2 separate regions of the Mus musculus genome follow, and region 1 is linked to region 2. The links are chromatin contacts, called in public Hi-C maps. All regions are on one chromosome and are shown on one strand. Each heading gives the region's core, a stretch centred on a gene start, on an enhancer-like site or on the middle of the called end of the contact. The rest is flanking DNA. Distances are from core to core; before and after follow the strand shown.

Region 1 (5,964 bases), core at 2,908-5,407, 86 kb after region 2:
TAGACTGAGAATTTGGGTGGCCTTTACGGATTGTGGTTAGTAAAGGGACAGGAGGAAACTGAGAAAAGTGTACCCTTGCTGGTCTAGAAACGTGAATGAGAAGTATCATGGCACAATTCACCAAACCTGAAAACAGGAGGTGGCAGACGAGACCCATGACAGCTCAGTCTGCCCTCACTCTCTGTGCGCAGAGGGTTGCTGCTGGGAAGTGGCTTCCTAGCCATGCTTACCCTGTGGCTAGAAGGCTGACAAGTTAGCAAAGGCCGCTGCATACATCGCTCTAGTCTAAGGCTTGTGAGGAGTGGAAGTTGCTTTTCTGTATTCTGTCTTTGCTGATGACTGGATGGCAGTGATGTCCCTAAGCAATCCTGGAGCCACAAGATGGAAAAGGGCTGGGTCTCTGAGGTGTGTGTGGGAGAAATGCTTATTTACCAGGAGGTTTTAGGAAGAGAACGAAGCAACCGTGCTATTATATAAGTTATGATCTCCAGGCTGTGTTGTTCTGTTTGTTTGCTAGTGCCTCCTTGTTCTCTGACTTGGGGAGGAGCAGATTTCTGAATGATAAGGCTGACACGAGGAGCTTGGGATCCATGGCCTATGGTTTTAGGCATTTGCATTCACAGGCTGTAGGCCAGCTGAAGCCGCGAGTCGTTAATACATTGGTCTTTGTTGAATACATCATGTATACAGTTCTCAGGAGAAAAGGTTTAGAATACAAGTTAGTAGACAGCTTCCAGAAAAGCCCTAGCATTTCAGCAAGGCAGAAGAGGAGATTGAGTGACACAGCAGGAAGCTGTGAGGAGTGCTAATAGAACATGGTTAGAGGACACAAGGGGGGCCTCTCCACTGCGGGCATGTGGTCATTAGTGCTGTTGCTGAGCTGATTTTAAGGAACCCACATTTCCCCAGTATAAATAATAAAGACGTACCCTCTAAACTGAGCTGTAAACAGAAGAGATGTCTTAAAATACAAAAGCTCCAGTAATGTCGATAACATACATATACATGTATACTCACATGTATTATGCATAGTTTTAGGTAAATAGACAGACTATGGTTTCTAGAGGCTTTCAACACAAACAACCCCCATGTTATTTATCCCTTGTCCCTTTGTCCCCTCCTATACTGAGCTTCTTTCCTCCCCCTCATTTCTCTGTTTCTTCTGCCACACTGGGGCACCTGACTAAGGTAGAAAGTAAATGAAGTCACACTCCTACATAAAATGGAAGGAATCAGAGGTGCTTTGAAATTACCATACACATTGTGAAGAGCTTCAAAGTAAAAAAGAAAAAGCCCTATGCATTTCTAGATCATAGATACAAAGATTAAAAATAAAAGCTATTGGTTATGTGTGTGCATAATATTGACAAATATAGATCATACGCAATACTGTCCTTGCCTTTGGGAGGGCAGAGCCCATGGAAGGAGAAGAAGGAAGCAGCACTTGCAATCTTAGTAAGCATGAAGCGCTGCTCTCAGGCTGAGGGAGCCCCTCTCTCCTGCAGAGCAAGCAGAGCCCCCTCTCCTTTGGGTGGCCGCCATGGGCTCCTACATTTGGTATTTGCTCCCCAGTTGATGGACCTCTTTGGGCAGGATTAGGAAGTGTGGCCTCGTTGGAGGGAGTATAACTGGAAGTGGACCTTGAGGTTTCAGAAGGACTCACATCCTTTTAAGTGTCTAATTCTTCCCCCATCTTTTGAATCCAGATGTAAGCTTTAGCTGGTCAGGTTGCCCTGCCTGTGCTCAGCTGTCCTGAGCTCTAACCCTCGGAAGCCAGACACCTCCACAGTAAACACTCTCTTCTCTAAGTTCCCATGGTCCTATGGTTTATTGCAGTAACAGAAAAGCAATTCAGACAGATATTGGGTCCAGGGAGCAAGCAGAGCTCCCTCTCCTTTGGGAGAAATGTAAACTGGCTTTACGTCCAAGAGGAAAGAGAGACAGCTTGACAATATCTCCTTAACTGTGTCCCACCAAAAGGCACAGCAAGTGCTCCTTTCTGTCCATACAAACTGTCACGTAGCCTTTCAGAGATAAAAGGCACCACACCCTCCCAGCAGAGACATCTGTAGCCATAGTCTCTTATCAGGCTTTATTTATAAGAACCCGGAGTAGAACAACAAAATAAACCCAGTTGTTTAACCTCACTAACTTCCTAGAAATTAAGAAACACCCTGGTTTTAAAAAACGATAAAGGAAACAAAAATCATTAATTACATAGAAAAGTAGTAAATTTACACCAATTGTGTGTTCTGAAGGTGATTTACAATCCTAAGCTCTGACTGTATCTTTAAAAGGAGAAGTAGTAACTGATAGCCAACCTAAAAGACAAAACAAACAAACGAACAAACAAAACAAATCCAGAAAAAGTATAGCAGACTAAATTCTCAAGTACTTTAGTCTCTTGCATTTATTTTCAGCTACGCGCTCCATGATGGAGCGCAGCCTCTCCTTTTGTTAGTGCTGTAGTTCTTAGCAAAGCTTTCCTCTGTTCTCGATGTTTCTAAGCCGAGTGGAATTTCAATTCAGTTGGAGAGGGTTTTCTTTGTGAAGTTGTCTTTATTGAAAGAAAGTAATACAAAGCAGAAGTGGTATAAACAGGCTGACAGTGTAGATATAAATGAATACTGTTATCCCTACTTTGGGTTTTTAAATTTTTGATTCTTTTCTCTAGATCCCAATGGAAAGAAGAGGAATGTGTCCTTTAAAAGGGCAGCCTATGTCTACTGAGAAAATCTGTGAGTATAACTATGTGTTAAGTTTATTATTTTAGAAAAGAAAAAGATAGAAACTGAATTTTAAATGTTTTAAAGGGTTTACCAGTATGTATTTCATAGATATTCTAAAATACAATTCATTAAATTTGTTTTTTCTTTTATAAAATAGTCAACAATGAACGCATATAGTGTAAATTTACAATTTCACAGCTGTAGTTTGAATGTGGCCTGTTGCATTTCCTACTATGGTCCGTAGAGGTCACTATTACCTGTTTTGTTTTTTTTTTTTTTTTTTTTAGTCTGTTTTCCCTTTTCAGCAGATATTCTATTTTGAGATCCGTCCACTCTGTTATTCGTGGCTTTCACGGATTAGTTTTTTTCCTGCCATCCAGCACCGTGTGCATTTACACGCTCTATTAGACTTGTGCATCTTCTGGCGCTGGACTCTGGTGCTGTCACTATTGTGTCCTTGGCTATTCTGACCATTCTTGATAGTTCTGGAACACACATAAAAGTTCTTCTTAGGTATATTTCCTGAATTATCTTAGCTTGTGCTTATCTTGAAATGTTATTTCTCCATCAAGCTCAAAAGATAATCTTCGTAGGTGTAGCAATTCTGATCGACAGTTATTTACTTTCCAAGTTGACGTGAGATGTGATGTTGTTAGTCTGACATTTCTGCCATTGGTATTTTCCTCTTACAGCTTTGAATGTTGCGCTTCTTGTGTGTTTTTGGCATTCTAACTGTGCTACACCCTGGAGAGGTTCTTCTCTGCTCAGGTCCTTTGGGGGCTTTACACCCCCTACCTTTTGGGGTGTAAAGGTAGGGGGTTTCTTTTTCTGGGTTTAGTACTTGTGCTATAATTTTTTGAACAAACTGTTGATGCTGTTTGATTCTCTCTAGTTCATTTTTACCTTGGATTCTTGGGGTTGTCCTTGCAATCATGCTCCAGAGTTCTCGAACATCTTGTCAGGCTCATTGTGCTTTCTCTTTGCATGTACCGTAGGGCATTTGTCTTGATTTGTCTCCGTCCTTGGCATTTTCTCCGTGTGGTCTCAGCTGTTGATGAGTCCACCGAGCTGTTTGTTGTGTTGGCTCTTTTCTTTCCTAATTTTCTGTTAGCTTCCTTCTCTTTCTCCTCCTCCTCCTCTTGTTCCTCCTCCTCCTCCTTCTCTTCCTCTTCCTCTTTTCTTCCTCTTTTTCATCCTCCTCCTCTTCCTTTTCTTCCTTCTCTTCTTTTGTATTTCTAGTTCCTGGCTGAATTTTTCCTCTGTATTTCAAATTTTGCCTGAAGTTACTGATTGGTTTGTCTACTTGTCTTTCCTAATCTGCTGAGTTTGTCTGAACTTCATTTATCTTGTGTGAGTTCTGGTGAGTTGTCTTCACTTGACTCTTTAGGGGGAAGTTGGCTGAGTAACAGATATAGTGATTTGATGACATTCCAGTGTCAGCTTGTACTAGAAATGTGTGCACTTCCCCTTGTCCCCGAAATTCAGACAGACACCATAGAATAGTATGTGTGGAAATTTTACTTTGCAATTTTTTTATAGGCAAGAGGTTTGTTTTTTGTTTGTTTGTTTTGTTTTTGAGGAAATAGTGGGAGAAGGAAAAACAAGCGAGTAAAGTAAGAATGAGAAAGGCTAGTATAAGGGTAAACTATGTTGCAAAGTGGAAAACACAGCCAGAGCAGCCTTTCCTGGAAAATAGGGAGAGACAAGTTAAAGCACAACTAAGAACAATTAAAGCACAAAATGTCAATAGTGGAAGATGAAGTTTAAGAAGTGCCATGACCTGCTCAACTTTACGGATTGCCCTGACCGGCCAATGAGAGTGAAGAACTGACAGCACACATACGGAAACTCTGGAGTTGCATGCAATGAGTGTGCTGATGGAGTGCACAGCAGCGATAACCTGGACAACCAGCGTGGTTCTTAGATACATCTGAGTCAGGGAGGAAGACGTTTGTGTGCAGCTGAACAAGGATGCAGGTGGATCCAGCCTCAGTATGAGGTCTCTGTGGGAAGTGGTCTCAGGCTCTAAATCCCTGGAGGGAGGAAGAAGCTGCAGTCACTATGTTGCTTATACGTGGTCAGTACTGCACACAGACCAGGGGCAGCTTTGTCATTTGCATTGGAGGCCCTGGAGTCCTTGACATGGCTGTGTTCACGCCAGCTGTGGGAGCAGTTCACTTGCTCGGGACTCACCCATTCCCTACACATTCATTCAGGGATTTTTTTTCTCTTTTGACATCCCAGAAAAAAAAGTAGGTAGAAACTGTTATGAACCCAGTCAATATTTCTTCCCAGTTGATTTTATCTGCCTTCTCTTGTCTTTTCCATCAGTCCCTATGGGTGGGAGAGAAGGCTGCTTGCCCTAGTAATTCAAATAAGTCAAGTATGTCCTTTGAGGATTTCTGTGACTGAGACAGAGAGAGTTCCCCAGGCTGTATTTCCTGCCTGCAAGTATGACCTTGCCTCTGGTATTTTAAGCATCTTTACAAAGAAGTAACTCTTTGTGACTCAGGCTCTGAGCAGGTGTGGAAGGCCTGCCAGCCTCTTTCCCTGTGCCACAGCCATTGGAATAGTGCACCAACTTCCTTATTCTTCCTCCTACGGTTGTGTGTACTTTGGCTGGGTAGGAACTCTGCTGAGTAGTACCTCTGCCCAGTGTGCATTCCTAGCTTTAGGCTGTGGTGCCACAGTTGGACTCCTGTCTCTGTTGCCTGTCTGTTTGATCTCGCATGCTGTATGGTGCACCCCCTCTTACCTTCCCATAACCTGAGTCATCTCTCATTTCTGCAGTGCAGGTGAGAGCACGGGTATAGCCAAATCTTGTTTGGATTGAGTCCATGACCATCATGGTGGAGAGGGTAGCAGTAGGCAGGCAAGTACAGCAGTGGCGCAGGAGCTGAGAACTTACATCCGGATCCACAAGCGTGTGGCGGCAGAGTGAAAGAGAGCAAACTGACTGGGAATAAGTTGGCTTCTGAATCCTCAAGACCTACCCCAATGGCACACCTCTTCCTACAAAGTCACACTCCTTGTCTTAGGTGCTATCCTATTGCTGTGAAGAGACACCATGACCAAGGCAACTCTTAGGAAAGAAAGCATGTGACTTGGGGCTTGCTTACAGTTTCAGAGGTTGAGCCAGTGGTGATCATGGCAGGAAGCATGGCGGCGGCAGGCATGGTGTTAGAGCAGTAGCTGAGAGCTCGCCATCTGATCCACAAGCAGCAGACAGACAGAG
Region 2 (6,019 bases), core at 3,129-5,628:
TATCTATCAATCTCTCTCTTATTTATGTATTTATCTATCATCTGCCTATCTCTTATCTAACCTTTATGTATCTATTTATCTATCATTTAGCTATCTCTTATCTATCTATCTATCTATCTATCTATCTATCTATCTATCTATCTATCTATCTATCTATCTTTGTCCATCAGTTCTGTTCATCTACATGATCCTGACTCATGTAAACATATTTGATTACAATTGTTTCTGAACATCTAAAATTATTTGCAGTAAACAAAACCTGGAGTTTTGACAGCTATGTGAACAAACTGAAAGGCAAGGTATTAATAAGAAAATGTAAATTAAAATGACATCAATGTTCTTGTTCATCAGAGAGCGAAAAGTTCAACAGCTTGATAATTCTACCAGCTGACTGGCCCATGGGGGAAAACAGATGTTCCCATACAGTGCTGAAAGTCCGAACTCCTTGGTAGAAATGTGGCAATTTGACATGCCATTCGCTTTTTGACTAACTTCTGGGAATTTTCTCAGAGAATATGCTCCTAAGTACGCCCCCAAAGGAAACTTGCCTAAGCGTACCCATTACAGTGCAAATTCCGGTGTTAAGACAGCTAATAGAATTCACTTCTTGTTATTGGAAAATAAAAACAGCTAAAGTATGAAGTTCAGTATTTTACAAATTGTCTTGGGAAATAGCTATGGGTTGTAACAGCAATTATATTAGTCATAATCAACTTTAACAAAAACTTAATGGAGTCTAAGATAATATAAAAAAAACAGAATGGAGTTCAACTTACACTGGGTTGCAGGAAGTCAGAGTATGTAGTGTTTTCAAAAACTTGATTTTCACAATATCATGTTACCTTTACAAACATACAAACATCTTTGTATTGAATAATAAAAAATCTATTGTGAACCATATTGTGAACATAATAAAAATATGTAGAAAACACTGAATAACAATAGTGAGCTTTGAAAAAAAAAGATAATTCAAAACCAAGAGAAAGGACTGGGCAGAGGGAATTCTTCATTCAGTTGTCTGTAGCTACTATGATGCACTACAGTGATCAGGCAGGCACCCAGGAAGTAGTACAGAGTGAGTTCTGTGGCCATCAGCCAGCTCAAAAGGAAAATGCAAAGGCAGCCTGTGATCAGGATGTCTCAAAGGCAGCCTGACACGCTGGGCTTCGGATGATCTGTCCTCGCCTAGGGCGGTCTGCTCGGGGAAGATTAGTGGTATACCTGGCATCTATCCACTAGATGTCAGTAGCATCTCCTCTAACAGCATCACAAATTGTCTACAAGTCTCCCCAAGGGGACAGATATCCCCAGGAGATAAGGCTGTCCCCAGCTGAGAACCACAGGTAGACAGTATGTTACCTTCTATGAAAATAAAAAGAAGGATGATAGAAATACATACATTTCGGAACACCTATGGAAAGAAACAGGAAAAGTGAGCCAGAAATTAGTGAGAAGGTCACCCAAGGAGGTGAAATGGATAGAGTAGAGCAGAGAGGAAACATCCTCTCTAAATTTCTTCCTTCCTTCCTTCCTTCCTTCCTTCCTTCCTTCCTTCCTTCCTTCCTTCCTTTCTTTCTCTCTCTCTTTCTTTCTTCTCTCTCTCTTTCCTTCCTTCTTTTCTCTCTTTTCTTTCTTTCCTCTATCCCTCCCTCTTTCTGTTTCTTTTTCTTTACTATTTTTGGAGACAGAGTCTTACTATGTAGCCCTGGCTGGCCCCACACCATCTTTGTAGACCAGGCTGACCTCAAACTCATAGAGATCCACCTGCTTTTATCTCTGAAGCTCTGGGATTAAAGGTGTGAGTGTGTTACATCTTTTCAATACAAGTTTTGATTTTATAGTCACATTAAAATGTTACTATCTGATAAATAAAATTAACTAAACAATTAGCTGAAATGCAAGAAACTGGATGTTTATTTTTTATAAGTATCAGATAGATAAGATGACTACAGAAAAGAGTAGGAGAAGAATAGGAATGGAATAAATTAACTTAAGTAACTTTGGCTACATAGCCTCAACTCACTTAAAAATGATTTAAAACAGTTTCCTACTCCACTCCCATCTGGAACATCTGAAAGCCACCCTTTCAGAAGGCCAGATCCTGTAGGCAATATGGTAGATTTCTTTTTGCTTACACAGCAAGTGCTCTACCCATTCCTGCCTTACCTCTGACCCTTCACACAATAGTAAACTGATAAGAGCTCGGCCTAAGTCCCAAACAATGAGAGCATGACTCGCAGTTGCTTCAAACTACCCATCTTCTGGTGACTTGTGGTAGCAGCAGTGGGAACTAACAGAGGCAGAGACTCCATAAACCCTATACAGCCTGAGTGGCTCAGCGAGGAACATCAGGCTATCCTAGAGTCTGTCTTATCTAGACAGCAAGGGCTAACCTCTGCAGCTCAGCAGCTAAAAGCACTGGCTACTCTTTCTTTTTTTTTTTTTAAGATTTATTTATTTTTATGTATATGAGTACACTGTAGCTGTCTTCAGACACACCAGAAGAGGGCCATCAGATCCCATTACAGATGTTTGTGAGCCACCTTGTGGTTGCTGGGAATTGAACTCAGGACTTCTGGAAGAGCATTCAGTGCTCTTTTTTTTAATTTCATTTTTATTAGGTATTTTCTTCATTTACATTTTCAATGCTATCCCAAAAGTCACCCATACCCTTCCCCCCACTCCCCTACCCACCCACTCCCACTTCTTGGCCCTGGTGTTCCCCTGTACTGAGGCATATAAAGTTTGCAAGACCAAAGGGCCTCTCTTTCCAATGATGGCTGACTAGGCCTTCTTCTGATACATATGCAGCTAGAGACACGAGCTCTGGGGGGTACTGGTTAGTTCATATTGTTGTTCCACCTATAGGGTTGCAGACCCCTTTAGCTCCTTGGGTACTTTCTCTAGCTCCTCCATTGGGGGCTCTGTGATCCATCCAATAGCTGGCAGTCAGTGCTCTTAACTGCTGAGTCATCTCTCCAGTCCCAGCACTGGCTACTCTTGTAGAGGAGCCACATTTGGTCCCCATAAATCACACAGTAGTTCACAACTGTCTTTAAGTGCCACCAGATTTAATATCCTGTTCTGACTTCCATGAACAACCAGGTCCTCATGTGGTACATGGAAATACATGCAGGCGAAGCACTTATACATATTAGAAAAATTATTTAAAAAAAAGAATTATACTAGCTTTCTGTGTTTTCCTGAGGAGAAAGAAGGCTTTAAATACAAACATGTTTTGCTGACCAAATGTCCACTTGCACTTTCACAGTATTTATAAAGAGTTTCTTTGAGGCTTACACAGTGCATAATTATTTCATAATATATTTAATGAATATTTGAAATAATCATTTGTGTTCCAACTACACATATATACGTAATACAAGGGACCACTTAAGTATCTTTGCTTAACTTGGCACATGATTCAAATATTATATCAGCCTTTAATATCCATAATTCAGTGTGTATTTATTTTAATGCACACACAAGTTCAGGTGGCCATCACTCCCAACTTGAGAATACTTTTCTTGATTCCCACACCCATAAGTCCCACAGCCAGGGTCCGACACTGTCATCTGGCTGCTTTATGCAACTAGTCTGCTTTCTGTCTGCATGAATTTGCCTGTCCTCGATGTTTCAGATGCACAGACTCACACAACATGTGCCCTCTTGTGATTGACTTCTTCCTAATGACAAGTGTGTTTGAGAATGTGCCATGTTCATTTCTAGGGCTGAGCCATATTATAACATTGTATTGTGGGTGTGTGGCACATTTGCTTCATCCATTCGTCTACTAAAGGATATTTCAGTGTTTCCTTCTTTAGGGCATGACACACAGTGGGTATAAAACAGTAAATGGAATTGTGGGGGACAAAGAACTGTCTGGGAAACTGCCAGGCTGCTTTCCAAAATGGCTGTACCATTCCCAGCCACGTTCCCCCCATACGTTTAAGGTTTCTCCTTCTCTTTACTTTCCATTTCCATTCTAACCACACTTTCTTGCAGCAGAACTACAGTTCATGTTCATTTGCTTATGCAATCATCTAAAGCAATCTCATGCAGAAGTATCTTAAATTCACATCTACGAATAACAACGGTAGCACTGGTAGGGCTACTGAGCAGCTGCCACAGGGTGCTCACTATCTACTCAGGACCTTAGGAAAGGGAACGTTTACTGCCTTTAAATTGATGCTAGCTCCGATTTAGCACAAGATTGGTAGATGTAGACGTCCTTCCACCTTAGCCTAACGCATAGATGTTAATGCAAGGAACAGTCTTGTCACGTGGCACAGTCAAAATTACAGTGGTAAAACCACAGCTGTGCACCCAGCTTCTAAAGGCTTCAAACCACAGCCTCGGGAAGGGCTCAGAGTTGATGACATCATCACATATACTTACAGTTCTCTATGCTACACAGCACGGAGCCATGGCTGTGATGAGGCGCTATGGAGAGGTGGTTCTGGGCTATATCCCCACGCTCATTTTTGCAGTACTGTCCCTCAACTCTGAACTTGACCTAATTTGTTTGTAACCTCACTAATTTCATTCCATTTATCATGAGTACAGGATGAGGCAGCTGATTGAAGTAATGAGGCAAGATTGTTTACTGTAACGCAGGCACCGAGGAAGGCCCTCAGTAAGTGACTGTCACCCAATGAAAAGCTTCATTTCTTGCTCGCAGACAATCACTGCACTGAGCACAGGGTCCCCGATAGAGGAGTTAGAGAATGGACTGAAGGAGTTGAAGGAATTTGTAACCCCATAGGAAGAACAACAATATCAACAAACCAGACCACTTAGAGCTCCCAGGTACTAAGCCATCACCCAAGGAGTACACATGGCTCCAGCTGCATATGCAGCAGAGGATGGATGGCCTTGTCATGCATCAATGGGAGGAGAGGCCCTTGGTCCTATGAAGACTTGATAGATGCCCCAGTGTAGGGGAATCGAGGGCGGGGAGGTGGGAGTGGGTAGGTAGGTGGAGGAACACCCTCATAGAAGCAGGAGGAGGGAGGATGTGTTAGGGAGGGGGTGCTGCAGAAGGGGATAACATTTGAAATGTAAATAAAGAAAATATCCAATAAAAAAAAGGGTTCATTTCTCTTGAGTTCTCTAAGTGAAAGCAAAACTGAAAGGAGCGACAGAGGAGGTCTAGCTCGCTGAGGGAGGGCTGGCCTTCCACTCAGTGCTGGTTGATCCCTAGTACTGACAAAAAGTCTTGTAAAACACAACACAACACAACACAACACAACAAAACAAAACAAAACAGAACAAGTGAATATGAAATTACTGACCTTCATCAGAGAGTTGTCTGCTAGCTTTTATCCTATAGTAAATTTTATTAGACATAACATGGTTAATGGATAATAGGTTTCTGTGTAGACTTTAGAGACAGATCCGGTTGAGTACACAAGAAAATACTTCAAGTTTATCTAGATCCTTGCTTTTGGTAACATCTAGTTCACTGATGCAGTTTACAGGGCGTCAAAGGATTCAAAATGCTTAGAGTCATCAGGTGACTTCATTATCACAGAAGCAGGGTAAACCCAAAACTTCATCAAAATATTTAGTACTTACTATTTCTTAATATTTTAGTGATTATTATTATTATTATTGTTTTTGGTCTTTATGAGACAGGGTTTCTCTGTATAGCCCTGGCTGTCCTGGAAGTCACTTTGTAGACCAGGCTGGCTTCGAACTCGGAAATCCACCTGCCTCTGCCTCCTGAGTGCTGGGATGAAAGTCGTGTGCCACCATGCCTGGCTTAGTGTTAATTTTTTTATACTGTATTTTTAATACAGAACTCAGATAGAGAATTAATAATTATATTAGTAGTTAATATGTTTATGTATCATCTTATATATTTATAATATATATTTATATAGATCTATATAGAAATATATAAACCACATATTGGGCATAATATTTATATGCTTATAAAATAAATTTATATATTATATAATTATGAATAAGGCTACATTGTACTAATAATTAAATAATTAAATTTGAAAAACAGCTA

The links. Hi-C and Micro-C count contacts between places; a contact is called where the count stands out from the background.
Region 1: a Hi-C map of bone marrow-derived macrophages shows a contact between it and region 2, with 3 times the contacts expected there. The contact joins two enhancer-like sites. A contact is called at or near these places in 17 of 484 Hi-C or Micro-C datasets (ECoMG-derived neutrophils, bone marrow-derived macrophages, brown adipocytes and 11 more), 5 of 115 datasets of contacts at active chromatin or transcription factors (the HPC-7 cell line, acute myeloid leukemia, bone marrow-derived dendritic cells and 2 more) and 2 of 9 other capture datasets (adipose tissue and pancreatic islet).

What each region holds. Positions count from the first base shown.
Region 1 is chr15:91,250,189-91,256,152 of GRCm38.p6, forward strand. CN725425 reads left to right here. Exons shown (of 13, transcript XM_030248865.1): 11 at 2,675-2,738. Among named protein-coding and RNA genes, the nearest start is that of CN725425, 54 kb to the left of the region's middle. Within about 2 kb of position 4,158, at least 13 of the 459 cell types and tissues checked have an H3K27ac peak or open chromatin away from gene starts, as enhancers often do. A contact at or near this core is called in bone marrow-derived macrophages and microglia, where this site is marked.
Region 2 is chr15:91,164,018-91,170,036 of GRCm38.p6, forward strand. The region is part of intron 6 of Abcd2 (ATP-binding cassette, sub-family D (ALD), member 2); the gene reads right to left. Among named protein-coding and RNA genes, the nearest start is that of Abcd2, 25 kb to the right of the region's middle. Within about 2 kb of position 4,379, at least 68 of the 459 cell types and tissues checked have an H3K27ac peak or open chromatin away from gene starts, as enhancers often do. A contact at or near this core is called in bone marrow-derived macrophages and microglia, where this site is marked.